Linked DNA regions of Pan troglodytes: region 1 is linked to region 2. The links are chromatin contacts, called in public capture Hi-C maps. All regions are on one chromosome and are shown on one strand. Each heading gives the region's core, a stretch centred on a gene start, on an enhancer-like site or on the middle of the called end of the contact. The rest is flanking DNA. Distances are from core to core; before and after follow the strand shown. Region 1 overlaps SLC22A4 (solute carrier family 22 member 4). Region 2 has its middle 6.2 kb from the start of CSF2.

Evidence for each region. Capture Hi-C pulls out chosen DNA fragments and counts their contacts.
Region 1: a contact with region 2 is called in a capture Hi-C map of stem cell-derived neural stem cells, with 6 times the contacts expected there. The contact joins two enhancer-like sites. A contact is called at or near these places in 4 of 7 Hi-C or Micro-C datasets (blood, induced pluripotent stem cells and stem cell-derived neural progenitor cells) and 1 of 1 other capture datasets (stem cell-derived neural stem cells).

The regions. Positions count from the first base shown.
Region 1 is chr4:130,073,674-130,076,386 of NHGRI_mPanTro3-v2.0_pri, reverse strand. It overlaps SLC22A4 (solute carrier family 22 member 4), which reads right to left. Exons shown (of 10, transcript XM_001163062.6): 2 at 552-655. Among named protein-coding and RNA genes, the nearest start is that of SLC22A4, 17 kb to the right of the region's middle. Within about 2 kb of position 1,311, at least 3 of the 24 cell types and tissues checked have an H3K27ac peak or open chromatin away from gene starts, as enhancers often do. A contact at or near this core is called in stem cell-derived neural stem cells, where this site is marked.
Region 2 is chr4:129,830,314-129,833,013 of NHGRI_mPanTro3-v2.0_pri, reverse strand. No RefSeq gene overlaps it. Among named protein-coding and RNA genes, the nearest start is that of CSF2, 6.2 kb to the left of the region's middle. Within about 2 kb of position 1,348, at least 1 of the 24 cell types and tissues checked has an H3K27ac peak or open chromatin away from gene starts, as enhancers often do. A contact at or near this core is called in stem cell-derived neural stem cells, where this site is marked.

The DNA of each region.
Region 1 (2,713 bases), core at 62-2,561, 240 kb before region 2:
GGGCCTGTGGAATACTGTCTCCCGGTGCTGTGATGCTGCCTTCTCAGGCCTGTAAGCTCTATGAGGCTCAGAGCCAGCGTCAGCTCTGTGGCCCCAGTGCCTAGCCCAGGGTCCAAGCCACAGCAGCAGTGTGTGCACAGTTGGGGCTCACTGTCTGGCTGCTGGCTGTTTGCAGACAGATCCTGTGCCATCCACCCCTACCCCTGAGGTGGTGGTGGAGCAGGGAGGGCAGTGGTGATGGCAGCGTCATGTTTTGTCAAGGAGTCTGTGGTATGAGGACCCCACTTTCCAGTGGGGTCAGTGGCCCCTCCCCACCACTGGCCAAAGCCCTGGGAGCATGAGGCTGGGAGAATGGAACAAAAGTGTGTCCAGGTGAAGGGGACTGAGGGCAGGGTGAATAGGAGACATTGGGGCTCCTCCTATCACTGAATCAGTGGCCTGAGGGTCCTCCCTTTCTCTGGGTAGAAATACCCTGAATTCAGTCCAGCCCCAAGATAGGCAGTGATTGACAAGGGGCACCATCCCACCTTCCTCCCCTCCCATGTGCTTACCTGTCTGACAGCTGCCCGGACACGAAGGAGCCGAGGAGCACGCCTACGAAGAACAGGGAGGTGGTGAGGGGCACCTTCCAGTTGTCCTCACACACCAGATTCCACTGCCAAGGAAGACAGCATGAAGCGTGAGCCCAACCCTGAGGCAGACCTCAATCCCAGCCCAGCTCTGAGGGAATATTAGCACGGCTGGCGGGCAGACTCTCCTCCCCTGGGCCAGGATATTGCCTTTGTACAAAGGGCATAGGCCTTGCAGGCCTGGGTTTGACTGGCCTGTGCCGGGACTGGGGAGAGTAACCTGGGGCAGGTCACTGCCCTCCCTGAAACTCAGGATCCTCTTTGGAAAGGGAGGGTGATGCTCCTACTCTGCTCGCATTACATAGCAAGAAGCCAGCCAAGGCCATGGCTGTGACTGGTGACCCCTCAGCTGTGAGGCAGTCCAAAGTAAAGGTGGCACTGCATCTTCAGAAGCCAGCCTAGTGCGGAGGGGAGGTGTTTGAAAAGCCCAAAGGGCAGGGCAGAGGGCATGGCCACTTGGTCCAGGCGTAAAATTTCTTTTCCCTTGTTGAAAAGTGCAAGTGGTTCCAGGAGCTATGTGACTTTATTTTCTGAGCAGGCCCCTCTGAGAAATCATGTGGTCCCTGGTCCACTCACGCCTAGGCCAAGCTTGTGGCCTGATTCGGGGCCCCATCGTTCTGGGGCCTACTTACTCCTCTCAGGGCTCCCTAGCTCCCCTCCTACATCCCTACACCCTCCTTCCCATCCAGTCTTTCCAGAAGTGTGGTCCCTCCCATTCCCTAGGGCCTGTGGGATGCTGCTGCCCTAACAAGTCCCTGCCAGTGCATCTACAAAATGAGTTTCAGCCAGAGTTTCAGTTTGACTTAAGTCAATTAAGCAACATCTCAAGGGAGGTGACAAAAATTTCAAAGTGTGTTTAGTGACCTTTCATTTATTAAAAACAAATAAACAAACAGATGCCAATGAGCACTTTGGGCTTGGGTTTTGGGGGCTGCTGTCTGTGGCGAGATGATCCAGTCTGGAGGAAAGACCCCTGCCTCCCACCCAGCCCTAGCTCCATCTTGGATGGGGCTGCTTTTACTGCATTTGCCAAACAATTCCTTCTGAATCCTCACAACTCCCTTGAAAGTGTGGTGGATTTAAGCACAAACTTGCATATTTATATCACACCTCATTCTGCAGCAGACAGAGGTGTTTATAAAGACACACACAAGAGAAAAATGTAAAACAAAAAGCTAAGGGAATTGGGGCAAATGGAAAATAAAGAGGAGGGAAGTTGCAAAAACCAAGCCTGGGGTAAGACTGACCCTAGACTATCCTGTCCACGGGCCTGCCTGCTTGCCAGACGGGGCTCCAAAACTGGCTCTGCGTATCCCAGCAGCTCAGCTCTCAGAAGGGTTACAGTATCCGAAGTAGTCCGCTTATTCGCAGAAGCACAGTTGTTCTGAATACTGAGATCCGAAAGAAGTGTCTCCTATGTACTTCTTCCACAAAGGAGCCACTCTGTGATGCTGAGGATAATGTCCTCAAGAATAGTCCTGACCTAGAGACAATAGCAAGATTCATGAGGCCACCTGTCACAGTGCTCACAATGCTGGCCACAGGCAACGCCCAACACAGCTCTGCAGAAGAAAAACAACTTGGGCCAGGAAGTTAGCGCTCTGCTGCTCAGGCACAATCCAAGGATAAATCTCAGACTGTACCCAGAGCAGGATTGCCTCACCTGGGGCTCTTGCATGGGCTTCAGGAGAAAGGGAAATGAATCCTCTAAAACTGTATGGCCAGATTAATGTGTTCTGCCAGTCCATAGACCGGAAGTGGTAAACAGGATGTGTGCCTGCATTCATGGCCATCTCCCTCCAAAAATAACTGTCCAAAGCTTCAGATAAAAGCTTGGGATCTGCTTCTGACTTAGAGAGATGAGCAATTGAGGCCCAAAGCCTCATGATGTGGTGTGACCTATTTTGCAGAAGATTAAACTGAGACTGTGAGAATGGGATTTGTCTGAAGTCATAGCAAGTAAATGAGCATGATAGATACCTACTTGGGCCTCAGAACCCAATCTTGTACCAGTGTCCTGCTTTGGACCTATACTCCCTAAGGCAGGACAAAATGAGCTTATTAAATATGATGCCTTACACTTC
Region 2 (2,700 bases), core at 99-2,598:
CCCTCTAGGGCCAGAAATGCATCCCCTGCTCCTGAGTCTCTGCTCTGAGCCTCATCTCTGGCTGGGAGGATCATCAGGCACCCAGAGGGGCCACTGCCTATGTGTGCCCTCTTGGGAAGAGCCATCGGGAGGTGCATTAAAAATCAAAAACAGGAGAAATCATGAGACCAGAAGCCTGTATAATTTCTGAAGTCCTGCAGGCATCCGTTCCTGCCCTCTATGTCTGGAGCTAGAGTCTGGGTCAAGATGCCGGGTGGAATTCCCAGGCCCTTGCCCGGCTCGCGCACCTGCATCCCCCTGGAACTGATGGGTCAGAATTGAGGTGGCAGATGTGGGCTTTCTGCTCTCAGCAGGACGAGTGGTTCTGGAATGAGCCTCCTCCGAGACTGTTCTGGATCCCTCACGGGTCCCTCAGACTTTCCCTGAGGCCCTGTTTGGGCAGGCACAGCTCGCTGCATGTCCTTGGCCTGTGGCCTGCCCCTTCTGAGCCCCGGCTGGCTCACCCCACAGGGCATGCAGCACTACTTTTGCAGGCTGTTGGGAGATGCACTGGATATCTGCACAGGAAGGTGTTTCTGTTTTGGTTTTCTGTTTTGGCTTGCTAGGTGTCTCCATCTAGCCTCAGTCTCGCTGTCCATCAAAGAGAGGGGAATGGTTACCAGGGTCCGGACCAGCCTCCCAGCCTTCTCATGCCCTGGAGGTGAGTGTAAATTTAGGTTTCCCTCATGGGAAGTGGGCCTGTGTAGACCCCTCCCCGGGGCCCTAAAGCCTCCCCACCCCAGCCCCAGGAGGCAAACGCCACCTGCATCCTGGTGCTCGAGCCTGACTGATGGCAAAGTGGCTGAACCATACAGATTTTCCAGAAAGAGCCAGCTTGGAACACCAGGACAGGGAACCATCCTCCTCAGTCTTTCCACTTGTCCTGGTGGGGAGGAGGTGGTCCAAGGCTGCCAGGGGCAGCTCTTGAGTCTGGCCATCAGCCTGGGAGAGCAGGGGAGTCATGTTGATCACAGACCCACTGCATGGGGGCATCCTCCCTGATTCAAGGCTCTCTGAATGGTAGTGGCGGCTGCCCAGTGTTTTTATTCCTTATGCTCAGGAGGGCCTCGGCCCAGCCCATGGGATCAGGACACAGAGCAGGTGCGCAGCTGGTGCTCACGAAGGGAGGCAGTGAAGGAGACCCCTGCTCTGCTGCTCGGCCTTTGCTCCGGCGCCTGCTGCCCTCCGTTGCCTCCCCGCAGCTGTCCTCCCTCCCTGACACCCTGACTTGGCCCCTGAGGGCACACACGCCATCCCCACAGCCTGCTGTCCTTGCTGCCCGCTGATCTCCAGCACAGCCCACTTTCCCTCCAGGAAAGGGCTGAGTCTCCAAGTGCAGGCACCAGGCAAGCCTCTGCCGAAGCAGGTCCCGGGAGCACCCTGGGTCAAGTGTTCATGAGTCTGAGCAGGAGGGAAGGAGGCCTCACACCAGAAGGATTCCATGGACCCCACAGGGCAGGGAGGGCTCATGGAAGGGAAAGGGAAGGGGTCACTCATGAGCCATGGCTGGAGGTGGAGTTGAGCTTGGGGTCTTTGGGGAGCCTGAGTGGGAGCTGGAGGAGGCCTTGACAACCAGCCATGGCAGGGGACAGCTGGGAGCCAGGGTCTGTCTCAGAAGTTCCTTAAGGCATGGGGACAGAGACAAAGAGGAGCACAGAGGACCACCTCCCTGGATCTAAGCCCCCAATGTGTGTGTTGGTTGTGGGGAGGGGGTGCCAGGTAGGAGGACAGGACAGATGGGCGTGTAGAGGCATTTACTGGGCAATATGAGAGTGGTCAGGTGAGAAGCGTGGAGCTGAGGCGCTAAGGCTGCGCTGCTCACTGTGGGCCTGGAACCAGGAGGTTGTAGGGCAGAAGTTAACACGGGAGGCTTGGATCCAGTCAAGGGGAGACCCCAGGCACATCCAGGGTCAGACTTAAAAGAATTCCTGGGCCTCAGTGGGCATTAGTGAACCACTGTTGCTTAAGGATTCGGAGGCTCTGGACTCAAATAACCTTCATTTTTCTGCCTCAGTCTCTGTCTGTGTAATGGGGATAATCACAGCCTGGGTGCCTGGGTCATTGTGGGGATTCTTCGAGTCCCTTCTCAGTCCAGGAGGGCAGCAGCAACTTTGCTGATCCACCTCATTGAGCTTGACCTGAGGCTTTCAAGGGGGAAAGTTGGGCCCCTAGCCCCCACCCCTGGTCCACACCACCTCTGCCTCCTCTCCCTCTCTCCCACCATGGGTCCCCCATCTTCCTGGGCCCAGGGATTCCCCTGTGCTGGACCAGCCCCTATTTCCTCCAGCACCTCTCTCCCTCTGCCCTTGCTCCTTCTTGTTGGTGTTAAACACACAGTGTCTGCCATGGCTCCGTCCTGTCCTTCCGCCTCCCTCCCCCCACCCCTCCTCAGGCCACGGTCGTCCAGTCTTACCGTCTCCACAGCGGCCAGTCTGGGCTGGGCTGGCCTGGGATCAGAGAAGGAGGAATGGGGAGAAGAGACTAGCTAAGACCCAGAGGTGCCTGGGGCCCAGGCTGGCTGGGCTCCAGGGGCAAAAGCAGTGACATAGGCATAGCCTTCACCTTGGACACTTGGCACCCAGCCACACTCTGGCCTCTCCCCTGCTTAGTCTCTCCTGTGCCTCCGCTTACCTTGTCTTCTCGACCTCCATGCCCTCCTCC